Linked DNA regions of Sus scrofa: region 2 is linked to region 1. The links are chromatin contacts, called in public HiChIP or PLAC-seq maps. All regions are on one chromosome and are shown on one strand. Each heading gives the region's core, a stretch centred on a gene start, on an enhancer-like site or on the middle of the called end of the contact. The rest is flanking DNA. Distances are from core to core; before and after follow the strand shown.

Evidence for each region. HiChIP or PLAC-seq counts read pairs in DNA pulled down with a chosen protein or histone mark.
Region 2: a contact with region 1 is called in an H3K27ac HiChIP or PLAC-seq map of alveolar macrophages. The contact joins two enhancer-like sites. A contact is called at or near these places in 1 of 5 promoter capture datasets (liver), 12 of 47 Hi-C or Micro-C datasets (alveolar macrophages, blood, embryonic fibroblasts and 6 more) and 2 of 2 datasets of contacts at active chromatin or transcription factors (alveolar macrophages and skeletal muscle).

Annotation. Positions count from the first base shown.
Region 1 is chr3:10,239,748-10,246,859 of Sscrofa11.1, forward strand. All of the region lies in intron 1 of POR (P450 (cytochrome) oxidoreductase), which reads right to left. Among named protein-coding and RNA genes, the nearest start is that of POR, 28 kb to the right of the region's middle. Within about 2 kb of position 3,059, at least 24 of the 83 cell types and tissues checked have an H3K27ac peak or open chromatin away from gene starts, as enhancers often do. A contact at or near this core is called in alveolar macrophages, where this site is marked.
Region 2 is chr3:10,310,484-10,317,595 of Sscrofa11.1, forward strand. The region is part of intron 1 of RHBDD2 (rhomboid domain-containing protein 2); the gene reads right to left. Among named protein-coding and RNA genes, the nearest start is that of RHBDD2, 16 kb to the right of the region's middle. Within about 2 kb of position 4,133, at least 11 of the 83 cell types and tissues checked have an H3K27ac peak or open chromatin away from gene starts, as enhancers often do. A contact at or near this core is called in alveolar macrophages, where this site is marked.

The sequences.
Region 1 (7,112 bases), core at 1,809-4,308:
AACTGTTTGTAATTAAGTATTAATTTTATAAGTAAACACAATACATATTCAAGGTTAGTCACGTCTTTCTCTCCTGTCACCACTGGTCATGCCCACATGTTTTCTGTCATGGGGACGTGGAGGGGACCTGTTCCACAGGCCTGGGATGCGACAGGCCCTCAGAGCTCGGCTGGAAGCAGCTCTGGTTCTGGCCAGGACTGATGTGCTGAAGAGGGAGAGCTCCCAGCTGCCGCCCCTCACATTGCAGCAGTCAGTGGACGCCTGCCCCTGTGCCCCCGCCTTTCGGAATCTGGCTGACCAGGCCCTTCCTTTACTGATGGGGGTGGGGCGGGAGGACTAATGCCCATGAAACTGAATGACTGTTTCTTGACACGCCTGCTAGTTGACCGCATCACGCAGAAGAGGAAGCTCGGCCCTGGAGGAGGAGTCCGAGTGACGGTGCTGCAGAGTGAGGGGAACTGCACGAACTTTACTCAACCCTTTTCTTTCTTTTCTGTTGGTTTGTTTTAGTTTGCTTTTGCTTGCTATTTTTGGGCTGTGCCCACGACATGTGGAAGCTCCTGGGCCAAGGATCGAACCTGCCACCACAGCAGCAAGCCAAGTCACTGCGGTGACAATGCCAGATTCTTCACCGGGTGAGCCACCAGGGAACTCCACAACCCTGTCCTAACAACCTGTGGCTCAAGCCACCCAAACTGCTGCCAGAGACGCCTTACGAGCTGTTCTCCACCCAGGAGCCAGAGGGAGCCTTTGCAAATGCAGGTCAGAGCATGCTACCTCCCTTAATCAAAACCCTCAAATGGCTTCATATCATACTGTGCACAAAATCTAATGTCCAACGCCGGTCAATGAGCCCCATTTGGCCTGGCCCCTGGACCACTCCCACCCCGTTTCGCACTGCTCTGGCCAGCCTCCCAGCTACTCCTCAAGCCTCCAGGCCTGCTCGTGCCTCAGGGCCTTTGCACCTGTTAAGACAGCTGCCTGGACTCTCTTCCAGTTATGTGCAGGGCTCCCTCCCTCTCTTCATTCAGGTCTCCACTCAGTGGTCACCATCTCAGAGAGACGTGGCCTCGCTATAGTGTCTGGTCACTCTCCCCGCGCTTCCCCTGTCACAGCCCTGATCACTCGCTGGCAGTATGTTATTTATACATTTCCCCTGCTGGCCGTCACCCTCACTACAGGGTCAGTCCCCAGGGGCCAATAATGGGCATCAAACGGAGCAGCTTGTTGAGTGAACAAGCATAGGATTCTAGGGTAACTGGGCGGGCAAAGCGCAGCACGCAAATCATAACCCGAAAAGCAGGACACGGAGCCAGGACGACGACGGGGCGTGCGGCTGTGTTCCCTCTTCTCCACTCTCCCTCCACCTCCGACACCTGTGCTTTTGCTGCCTCCTTCGGCATCTCGGGCCTCTCCCTTTGAGCCCAGTCAGGACACCACCAGTCCCCACCCTGCTGCAGAGATGAGCAGGTGCTCAGAATGTGGCTGAGCCCCCGCAGCAGGTGCACAGACCTGATGACACCACGTGTCTGAAAGTGTCCCCAGCAGCTTTGACGTCGGACAGACACGGGCTGCAGAAGGGGGAAGAGAGGATGCTGGAGACCAGCGGATCCACAACGGGGAGTCGGGGGCCCCAAGAGGTTAAGCGGCTCACCTGAGCGGCACAACAAGGGGCACCAGCTTCCCAGGGGAGGGCTGGGCTCCCTACCCATCTAAGTGGGGGGGGGGCAGTAGACCTGGGTCTCGCCCCTGCTCTGCCGTGAGATCCGAGGGAAGAACAGTCCTGGAGGCACCCCCGTATCAGACACATGGTGGGAGGAGGGGCTGGCAGGCTGGCACAAAAGAAGCCAACCTGGGAGGAAAAACACCCCGACGTCTCCCACTAGATCCGAGCAGCATGCATGGGCGCTGAAGCTGAGAAAAAGCTTTAAATCCATTATTACGACCTTGCTTAAACCACTGGTGCTTAAACACCCACGAACTCGCCCACCCACCTCTCCAGCCTGCATCTCTACCACTGCCCACAAGGTGACCCTCCACTTGCTTCCTGGCTCAGACCTCAGGCTCGACCGTCACTTCCCAGGCTCACACTTCCCTGACACAGGGCCTGGCACATCAGTTAGTACGTGACGACTCCCGTACAATGAACAGAGTCCATGAATTCACTACAACACTCAGAATGTAACATCTACATGAACCACTAACAGGACGCAGGCAGACCAAAAAAGAAATGTGGGGCAGAAGGAGTTCCCGCTGTGGCTCAGTGGGTTAAGAACCCGACTAGTAACGAGGAGGATGTGGATTCAGTTCCTGACTTTGGTGAGTGGATCGCAGATGTAGCTCGGATCCGGTGTTGCTGAGGCTATGGCGTAGGCTGTCAGCTGCAGCTCCAATTCAACCCTTAACCTGGGAACTTTCATATGTCGTAGGTACAGCAATGGAAAAAAAAAAAAAAAAAAGAATGAAAGAAAGAAACAAATTTGGGGCTGGGAGTGTGCCCATGTAGCACACTCAGGTCCCCAAGACTCAGGTCCCCAAACAAATCCTCCAGGACACAAAAGATCAGCCAAGTAGGTCTACCTCACCCCGAACAGAGCAGATCTGATCTGATCTTTTATTACAAATTAGGTCTGTATCTTAGGTTTTCACTTGTATCATAAAAGACAATGTACATACAGAAAGAGGCATGGATAGATAGACAGGTGCTATGTCTCCTAAATTTCACCAATTAGCCGGTTCCTACTGAGGCCGAAGGCCAAAGGCAGCGACTCCAGTCTCCAGGCACCCTGATAACCTACAGAGCAAGGTGGACAAAATGCTGGCTGCCCAGGCCAAGGGCAAGGAGAGAACTCTGCCAGCGTCTGAAAGGGCAAATGAGGCAAGATCAGAAGAAGGGTTTTTCCTCCATCTGACTGTTTACAACACCGGAGCATAAAATCATCCTCCAGGAAGTACTTTCAGTTGCCTTTGCTTCTGGCCAGTAATTGACTGATCAGCCAAGCTGGCACTGATGTCACACTGAGCCGGTCATGGATGCAAAACAGGAAGGAAGCCAGCAAGCAATCTAGTCGTCCCCTTCCGCGTGCACCCTGCCCAGGCAAACAGTCACTGTCACCTCCAGGCAGCCCAGACGCCCAAGCTGCAGAGGGAGCAGGGCCTGCTCAGTGCCACAAACCTCAGTCAAGGTTCAGTGGCTTCAAGACAAGGGAAAACCCTCAGGGAAAGCTATGCTGCTCTTCCTTAACAGCTTATCCCCCAGAGCCTGAGGGATGCCCACGGAAAGCGCCTCCCCACAGCAGCCTGCTGACGCACTGCTCAAAAGAGCAGCTGGGGAGTTCCCGTCGTGGCGCAGCAGGAATGAATCTGACTGGGATCCATGAGGACACAGGTTCGACCCCTGGCCTCACCCATTGGGTTATGGATCCAGCGTTGCTGTGAGCTGTGGTGTAGGTCACAGACGTGGCTTGGATCTGGCGTTGCTCTGGCTGTGGCGGAGGCCAGAAGCTACAGCTCTGATCTGACCCCTAGCCTGGGAACCATATGCCATGAGTGTGGCCACGCCCCGCCCCCCAAAAAAAGAGCAGCTAGAACAGATTCCCCTCTAGCTCAGGTGTCCACAGCACGGATCATCTAAACCAAGACAAGACAGGGGTGGCTTTCCTTGGGTTTATCCTAGTTGGGATTTGCTTAGGGTTTTGAATCTCCATCTAGGTTTGAGAACGTTTCAGCCATTATTTCTCCAAACATGTCCTCAGCCCCACATGCTCACTCTTCTCCAGGGGCCACGATGAGAGAAACGTGCTGTATTACTAGTTCTGCGAGTCCCTGAGGTTCGGCTCAGTTGCATCAGTCTGGTTTCTCTCCGTGGCCGGGACTGGGTAATTTCTAGTGTTCTATCTTGAGGTTTGCTGGCAATTTCCTCTGTTGTCTCCATTGTCCTGTGGTGCCATCCACCAAGTTCTGATTTATCTATTTTTTGCTATAGTATTTTTCAATTCTAAGGTGTTTGGCTCGTCTTTAAATCTTGTATGCCTGCCTTTTCTCAATCGGGTTGAGAATTCCCTAGTTCCTGGTATGGTGAGTGATTTTTTTGTCGTCTCCTGAACATGTGGGGTAGTATAATACTCGAAACCTTATTTAAATCCTCTCTTTTGTCAGGGCTCCTTTGCCACCCTGGGGGGATAGAGGGTGCCAACTCACTGCAGTCCTTCGTAGGTATATTCCAACCCTTTCAACCCCATGGGGAGGCCAGGCATAGGGGGAAAGGAAGCTCTGAGGAAGGAGGAGGTAAGACGGTCCAAAGAGTCAAAGAAGGGACACCAGGAGCCAACCTCTGAGCTGGGGCATGAAACAGGACCAGGGTCCAAGAGTCAGGTAAGGAAGGTAAGAGAAGTTCCAGGCACAGGAAGCACGTGCCAAGACATAAATGATCAAAGAATAGTAGTCACAGAATCTGGGGTGACTCAAGAGTGGTATGACGGGAGGCATTTGTGGGGTGGGGGGCAAGGGTGGTGAGTAAGCGATACGCCTTTAAAAAGAGACCCGGACCAGCGTGAGGAAGGCCTGGGAGCGCTTACGTGTCTGCGATCTTTGGGCCCTGGGCAGCGGCGATGGCAAGGTGAGGGTGTGGCCTGATTAGAGTCATGCCACATGCCTCAACAGGGGCCGCACCCACGGGATCAATACAGTCCTGGAGCCATGACTAAGGCACCCTAGACGAGAACACGCTTGGGCCAGGGTTCTGGAGCAGATGCCAATGCCCAGCGACACCTCCCCACTAACAGGCTGCGGTCCAGACAATGCCATGCCCAGCTGACAACCTTTCCCCCACTTAACAGGGCTTGCGGGTGGGGTCTGGACACACATGACTGGCGCTGCGTCTGATGCAATGATGCGAAAGAGGAAGGCAGCCAGGGGAGCTGGATCCGTGAAAGCATGACTCGACAAGAAGCAGGCAGAAGAGCGAGCTAGCATCACTCAGCACAAGTGGAGCTGACAAAGCCCCAGAGTTGCTGACCCTCAGAGCTGCAGCCGGTCGGGACGGCCAGGCGGCCTTGTTTCTATCAGCCTCTCTGGGGCCTTGGCCACATGGCCTTACGTCCAAGTGGGGCAAACCCACAGATCCCCTAAGCCCTTGGGAACATACTCTGGGGCATTCTGAGGGTACAGCTTAGTAACATGACTCCGAGTTGGCCCCGGGCAATTTATGGGCACAAGGGACTTCGCAGGAGGTCAGTGAGATAATACAAGAAACTATATAATAGATAATAGAAAAAACTGATCTCCGGCCCCCTATTCCTGGCACAGAGCTCCCCAAACCGTTGAACTCTCCTAAGCGTTACGAGCATAGGCGCATCCTTTGTTTGAATGCAGCTCTGGGTGGGCTTCATGGGGTCTGGTTACCAGAAGGACCAGGCCCCATGAGAAAGCTTGGAGTCTGCAGCCCCTGCCCCCACCCCCTCCTCCAGAGAGGGCAGCCTGGCTGGAAATGGAGGAAAAAACTGACCACACCTACATGAGGACGCCTCCTAAAATCCCAGAAACATGGACTGGGAGAGCTTCCAGGTTGGAGACATCCACGTGCTGGGAGGGTGACCCTAACTCCACGCGGACAGAAGCTCCTGGGCTCAGGACCCTCCTGGCCTATGAACCTCTCCATCTGGCTGTTTACCTGTAGCCTCCATCACAGGCTTAATACGATAAACGTGTTTATCAGTTTGATCTCAGTTATGATAAACCGCCAAACGCGTTTTCCCGAGTTCTGTGAGCTGCTCTAGCAAATGAATCAAACCCGAGGAGGGGGCTGTGGGAACCCCCACTTACGGCCGATTGGACAGGAGCACAGGTGACAACCTAGACTTGCGATTGGCATCTGCAGTGGGGGTAGGCTCAGTCTCCAGGGCTCAGCCTCACCTGTGGGATCTGACTCACAGGTGACAGTGTCTCAGGTGAGGGAGACTGTAGGACACCCAGTTGGTGGCACAGACTTCTTGGGTCAGAAGTGTTGTGCGGGTGGTCACAGTGAGAGAGTAAAGAAGGGACCCAGGAGGAAGGACTGGGCTTTTCTAAGCCAAGTTCATACGGCTCATCCTTCTGATCCCTCCTTTGTCTTCGTTAGCCTTGACGAAATGGGTTACTTACCTTGGCTTACTCGAGCTCTGGGCACGCCTGCTCTGAAGCCAGTTCTGCCTCCAGCGCACCATCAGGAGTACGGGGCGACAGTCTGATGAGAACCCCTGGGGGCCATCGGAGCCCCCCACTGCCTGCCTCTGGCAGAGCACATTACCATTCACCCGGCATATCCAGCTGGCACATCCACACGGAATGCCTGAGGCACAGGTGCGGCCGCCTCCCCTTTACGGAAAAGAACAGGACCCCCCTGCAGCAACCCTGCGCTCAGGCCTGTTAGCAGAGTTACAAATGGGCTCCATGCCGAGCATCAGAGACCACCCGGGACACCAGCAGAGAGGGCCCTGGAATGGGCTGGCCCCCAAACACGTCCCGGGAGAAGCTGCAAAGGGACAGAGAGGTTTACCCTGAAGAGGAGGTTCCGAGGCAGCGGAACCCTTCTCTGGGTTGTCATAGAAGACAGAGGAGCGCAGACGTGGAAACGAGGACAGAGAGCCACACTCTCCAAGAAGAGCCTTCTGACAAAGGCGCTTAGAAAGAGAAGGAGCTGATGAGAGGCGAGCCTCGGCCCCCATCGCTGGAGCTGTGTCCACACAAGGCGGGGGAACCGGGGCTTAAGGGCAGAGTGCCTGCCACCCCAGGCGCCTGGGACACAGACCTGCCAAGCTAATGATGGTTACACCGAAGAGGTTGATTGGTGACAATGACAGAAAGAAAACCCCTAGTTTCTGACCTGAGTTAATACGTCAGCACTGATCCTCAGACCTTCTGTCCCTGAGCCCTTGGAAGTGCACGCTTATATGCACGCGCGCACACACACACACAATTTCCAGTTTACATTAAACAGGAACTATGGAAAGTAAAGGCAGACAATGACACAGGGATACGTGCTCCACGGCACCGCCTAAGGACTCAGGAAAGAGGAAGAGAACCGGGGAGGCTCGGGGCAGACGCTGAAAGGGCAAGGAAAGGGAAGTACGAAC
Region 2 (7,112 bases), core at 2,883-5,382, 72 kb after region 1:
CAATGGGACACATTTCAGTGAATGCTACATATATGTGATGCAGCTCGGGATCCAGCAGTGGGCATGAACATTAAGATTTTACTCAATAGGAAGCAAAATGTGAATCAGCAGTGCAGTGGAGCAGCTAAAACCAGCAAGTGTGACCTTGGGCTGCTAGAACCAAAATGTGGGCCTTGGAAAGAGGAAGAGGGCGGGTGCATCGGCCCACTCCAGAAGTCCTGCATCTACTTCCATGTATTTTTCAGATATATTCTGAAAAAGGATGTAGAAAATTAGAGCTTGTCCCACAAGGAGTGACCAGGGGAGTTCCCACTATGGTACAATGGGATTGATGGCGTCTTGGGTGTGCTGGGACACAGGTTTGATCCCCGGCCAGCCGGGCACAGTGAGTTAAGCATCTGGCATTGCGGCAGCTACAGCGTAGGTCACAACTGGGGCTCGGATATGATCCCTGGCCTGGGAACTCACAAAAGGAAAAAAAAATGATCAGGATGGGGGGGCTTCAAATCTTATCTGATGAGAGAAAATTAAAAGGACCAGAGCAATGTCCCTGGAGAAGCTTCAAGGGTCCTGACCACTGCCTATAACCAGGTGAGAGGCTTTCTTGGAAGAAGGGCAGTAGACTTACCCTGTGTTACTCCAGAACCGAGAACTGAGGCTGACTGCTGGAAACGAGAGGATGACACATTTGACTTAAGAAAGAACTTTCCGGAGTTCCCGTTGTGGCACAGTGGAAATGAATCTGACCAGCATCCACGAGGATGAGGGTTCAATCCCTGGCCTTGCTCAGTGGGTTGGGGATCCAGTGTTTCCGTGAGCTTTGGTGTAGGTTGCAGACTTGGCTCAGATCTGGTGTTGCTGTGGCTGTGGCATAGGCTGGCAGCAGCAGTTCCAATTCAACCCCTAGCCTGGGAACTTCCATGTGCCTGGAGTATGGCCCTAAAAAGCAAAGAAAGAAAGAAAGAAAGAACTTTCTGACAATATGGATTGTCCATCCACAGAATGAGCTGCCTTAATTGGTAGTGAGCTCCCTGTGACTAGAAGTGTGCAAGCTATCTGGAGACTTCATGACAATATTGAAGAGATTCAAGCATCAGGTTGGCGGTAGAACTAGATGCCTTTTAAAATCTTTTTGGACTCAGTTCTAAGACTCTATCAACAAACATAAATGCACAAGGAGGGTTGATATGTTTATCACTGATGGGGGGCGGGGATGGCCTTCGGTCTCCTGGCAGCGTGACAGTTGTGGTGGCATCACACATCCTACAGCCCCGGGCTGTGCACCAATGCAGGCAATACCCAAGGGCCTCCTGTCTCTTTGATTCGGCCTCGCTCTCTTCACTTTTTTCTAGTTATGCCCCCAGGTCAGAACACTGGAGTGAGCAGAGCAGAACCTTTAGGTGGCATGAAAATAGGGCACCTCAGGGCCATGAATCACTCTTATTTTTATTTTTTGTCTTTTTGCGTTTTCTTGAGCCACTCCCACGGCCCATGGAGGGTCCCAGGCTGGGGTCCAATCGGAGCTATAGCCACCGGCCGACGCCAGAGCCACAGCAATGCGGGATCCGAGCCCTGTCTGTGACCCACACCACAGCCCACGGCAACGCCGGACCCTTAGCTCACTGAGAGAGGCCAGGGATCGAACCTGCAACCTCATGGTTCCTAGTCAGATTCGTGAACCACTGCGCCACGACAGGAAGTCCCCGTGAATCGCTTTTAGCCCATCCACTTGGCCTTTAGTCCACAAAGAGACCTTCAGGCCTCAAATGTGCTACCCGGAGATGCTTTTGTTTGCGATCCCGCCAAGCACCCTCCTACCTCGAGAGTGTCTGCTCCTCCACCTGCCAGACTTGGAGGCTGGGGGACTGGTGATTACTCAGAGGGGACATACCAGTGTGGACATCTCTAGGTCAAACCCACGAGCAGACGCTGTTGGCTCTATCCTCAACCCACGCTCTACCCAGCGGCCAGGGGTTTTGTTTGTTGCTTTTTAAGGAAAAGCGAAGGTGTGGCTACCCTTATGACAGTTTACAAGAGCCTCGGGCCATCCCACATGCCCTGTCCCCTGATAACCTTCCTCACCTCATCTTCTGCCACCAACACTTCCTGCGGGAGATGGAATAACAGTCCCCAAAGATGTCCATGACCTCATGCCCACTTCCTACGTATATGTCACCTTAGGTAACAAAAGGGACTTTGCAGGTGTGATTGAGAATCTTAACGTGAGTAGATCATTCTGGATTATCTGAGTGGGCCCAATGGAATCGTGAGGGTCCTTTTAAAGAGACAGGAGGGTTAGCGGGAGAGAAGGTGACATGATGACAGAAGCAGAGGGTGCAGCTACGTGGTCTGAACGTGGAGGCGGGGCCAAGAGCCAAGGAATGAGGCAACTTCTAGAAGCTGGACAAGGCGAGGAAAGAGTCTGCCCTAGAACCTCCAGAAGGAACAGAGCTCTGCAAACACCTTAATTTTAGCCCCATGAGACCCACTTCAGATGTCTAACCTCGAGGACTTTAAGAGAATAAATATGTAGCGATTTGTCTCCATTTTTTTTTTACTTGTAGGAAAACACACACAGTATCTACCATCTTAACCCTGTTTGAAGTGTGCAGTTTAGTGCTATTCGGTACATTCATAATATTGTGCAGCAATCACCACCATCCAGCTCCAGAAAGCTCTTTCTGATCTTGCAAGATTCTACTATTAAATGATGGCCCCCCATTCCCCACTCCCCCTAGTCCTTGGCAACCATGACCTTGACAACCTTAGGTACCCTGTATAAGCGGATGCATACAGTATTTGTCCTTTTATGACTGGCTTGTTTCACGTGGCATGAGCAATAAGGTTCCTCTGTGTTGTGGCAGGTGTCAGAATGTCCTTCCTTTTTTCGGCTGCAAAGTATCGCACTGTATGAACAGACCACCCTTTGTCCGTTCGTCTGTTGAAGGGCGCTTGGGTTGGTTCCACCTTTTAGCTAATATGACTACTGCCGCTCTTTGAGGCTTAGCCTTCAATTCTTTGGGCTCTACAGGCAGAAGTAAAACTGCAGGATCATGAGGTCATTCTATTAAAAAAAAAATTTTTTTTAGCAGCCTCTGCCCTCTTTTCCACACGACTGCCCCATTTCACATCCCCGCTAACCATGCACAAGAGTTCCGATTTCTTCGCACCCTTGTCCACGCTTGCTTTTTTCTTTTTCTTTTTTGCACCTAGTGGGTGCAAAGTGGTGATGTATACTGTCTGAAGTCACTAAGTGTGTAGTAGTTTGTTACGGCGACGATAAGAAATGCATTAATTCCCTCGCTAACGAATGACACAGGTCTCCTTTCTGTTGTTCAAACAAGCTAAAGTCTTTCTGACCCCAGGGCCTTTGTACCTACTCTTCCCTCTGGTGCAATGCTCTTCTCCTGGCTCTTAGTACAGGGGCCGCCTTCTTAGCCATCAGGTCTCCAGCTCAGATGCTGCTCCTCGGAAGGGCTTTCCCAGATGATCTCTCCCTGTTACTTGCTCTTTCAGGGGACGTCGCACAGTCTCAAATTGTGTCACCTCTTTGTGGTTTTGCTTATCTGATTGTCACTCTTACTAGACTAGAGCTTCCTGAGGGCAGGGACCTGCTATATCCCCCAGCACCTAGACAGCATAGAACATGGCACACAGTTGTGCTCAGAGATACTTGTAAGTCCCTTCTCTGCACAGCTGGTGTCTCTGCTGTGGGGAAAAGGCCTTGGAGGGTTTGAGGAGGAGCTAAAAAAGCACCAGCTGTCTGAACACAGCTGAGACAGCTCTGGCACTAGTGTCAACCACCCAATTTGGTCGGGTTGGGGTGTTTCTGGATGTAACACCCCACTTCTGGCCCCCTCCTCCCAGGGAACGTTTGCAGAAGGCACAGAATGAGGGCAGGGCTCTCTGGAGGGCAAGGGGTAGGGTGGGGACTGGACCTCCCGCCAAGGGCATTCCAGGAAAGCAGGATATCACATCTCTCTTGGGTGGGGCCGACTGCGCAGCACAGCTTCTTCCAGGCCCGTGTGTCCCTCTCTTTCCTCCTCACTCCCTGGAGGATGGCAGCCGTGCAGAACGACGTTGCTCAACCTGTTCCCCACTGCAGCTTCAACAAGCTGCTCCGGAGCCTCCAAGACGCGTCTTTACTGCCCCCTGGTGGACAGCTCTGGGAAGGGTTCCTCTAGTCTGTTGGAGAAGAGGCGGCTCCCAAAGCAGAATACTGCCCTCTGCTGGCTGTCCTCGGAAGTGGCTCACCTCTAGACGGATGGTTTTGATTTGGGGGAAGCTGAGTGGGTCCAAACTCCTGGAAGGCAACCCTCAAGACATCCTAACGTCGGCCTTCCATGGCATTGGTGTGCCGTGCCATCTACTCCCCAGCTCTCTTTCCCCACACTCACAGCGTGAGGCGCACAGCGGCGAGCCCACTGCCTAAATACACATCCCCCCTCCAACCCCCAGGAAAGGAATGTTGGCCCTCCCCACCCCCTTGGGCTGGCATCCTGGTTTCCACAGTGATCCTCTTGGATCTTCCCCAAAACTTGGCTTCGATGAGGCCTGGGAAGTGGGGTAGGCAGCGAACACTGGAAGCCCTTGCAGGCTGAGGTGAGGAACAGTGGATGCTATTTCAAGACAGTGGGAGTTGAGATGTGTTAAGTCTGGGAGTGTCATGATACAGTCATGGTTTATGAAAGCGAGCACACCCAAACATTGCTCAGAGGACTGAAAACTGGTACAATTTCTGTAGAAGGAATTTGGCAATATCTTTCAAAATGACTAATGGATGTATCTTTGCCAACCATCCACTTCTAGGATTTTCACCTACGGACATATTTGCATCCGTGGAAAATGTCTTATGTTAAAAGCTATCTCTTGGAGTTGGTAACCCGCTGAGCCACAGTGGGAACTTCAAGACAGATCTTTTAACATAAGACATTTCCCACTGATGCAGGTGTGTATTTGTTAATCATTTATTGTTGTGAGCCACACGGGAAGTCCAATTGTTAATCATTTATTAATCATATTTGCAATGATAGACATCTGGTGTTGCTGTGACTGTGGCGGAGGCCAGTAGCTGCAGCTCTGATTTGACCCCTAGCCTAGGAACTTCCATAGGCTGTGAGTGCGGCCCTAAAAAAGACAAATATATACACACACAGCAGCAAGTCAACATGAAGAAGAGACTGTTCTGATTCTGTGATCCTTCTGATTTACTACAGCCGTGGGAAATGTGAGCACCAGGGTTCTAAAACAATATTGTGGGCCAGGTGGTATTTGGAGGAGGGCATTTTCTTCTGGCTTAAGTGTTTTTTACCTTTAGAAAGAAGATTATGAATTGGGTTAACATGTGGAGACAGAAAAAAGACAGATCTTATTTTATAGACTATAGCACTGAATGATCAGAAGGTACATCATTGATGGTTTATCAGTAGGTTGTAACATTTTGAAAGTCATGATGCTATCACAAAAATCTTGAGAACTTAATACAAGCAATAAATCTCCCCCAGAAATTTCCCATAAACACACACACACACATGCACACACGTGTGTGCACACACACACACTCACACACACAGAGTAACAGATCTAATGTCAAATATTCAAGAGCCATTGAAGTCTACTCTTGGAAAGTAGGTCAGGGAGCCTTAGGTCAAATACTATTTAAGAGCCAACTGATTTTTGACCAAGGTGCCAATGCCATTCACCAGAGAAAGAAGGGTCTGTTCAACAAAGGATGCTGGGAAAGCTCAATGCCACATGCACACGAATGAAGCTGTATCCTTATACACAAAACCATATGCAAAAGTTAACTCAAAATAGACTAAAACCCTAAAACTATAAAAGTCTTAGAGGAAAACGTGGGGAAAAGCTTTCTGACACTGGATTTGGCAGTTAGCTTTGGATCTGGCACCAAAAGGACAGGCAATAAAAGAAAAAACTATAGACACTTTGAACCTCAGCAAAATTAAAAGTTTGTGCATCAAAGGACACGCCCAAGAGAGTGAGAAGAAAACCCACAGAAGGGGAGAAAACTCTTTGAAGGAAATGTAGGTGTAAATCCTTGCGACCATCACTTAGGCGATAATTTCTTAGTTTTCATACCCAAAGCACAAGCCACCAAAGAAAATTTGGGTAACTTAGACTTCATCAAAACTAAGAACCTTTACTTGTCAAAGGACACCATCAAGAAAAGGAAATGACAACCCATAGAAAGGGAAGATATGCTTAGAAATCCCATATATGATAAGGGTCTAGTATCCAGAATATAGAGATAACTCAACAATAAAAAGATGACCCAATTAAAAATTGGGCAAAGGATTTGAACGGACATTTCTCCAAAGATGGTATACATATGGACACTAAGAAAATGCTCAACATCATTAATCGTTTGGGAAACGCAAATCACAACCATAATGAGATCTGACTTTATACTCCCACAATTTTAAGAAAAAGAAGTCACGGTGTTCGGAAGGAGGGGGAGAAGCCAGCACCCTCATACGTTATGGGGGAGAATGTAGAATACTGAAGCCACTGCAGAAAACAGTGGAAATCTTGGGAGTTCCCGTCGTGGCGAATCTGACTAGGAACCATGAGGTTGAGGGTTCGATCCCTGGCCTTGCTCCGTGGGTTAAGGATCCGGCGTTGCCATGAGCTGTGGTGTGGGTTGCAGACGCGGCTTGGATCCTGCGTTGCTGTGGCTCTGGTGTAGGCCGGTGGCTACAGCTCCAATGAGACCCCTGGCCTGGGAACCTCCATATGCCGCTGGAGCGGCCCTAGAAAAGGCAAAAAGACAAGGAAAGAAAGAAAGAAAGAAAGAAAGAAAGAAAGAAAGAAAGAAAGAAAGAAAGAAAGAAAGAAAGAAAGAGAAAGAAAGAAAGAAAGAAAGAAAGAAAGAAAGAAAGAAAGAAAGAAAGAAAGAAAGAAAACAGTGAAAATCTTTAAAAAAGCCACACATAGAATTACCATATGACTCCGCAGTTCTAACCCTATGTACAGACCCCAGATAATGGAACGCTGGTGTTCAGACAAGAACTTGAACCACAATGTGCGTAGCAGCATTAGTCATAACAGCCAAAAAGTGGAAAGAGCCCAAATGCCCATCAACCGATGAGCCG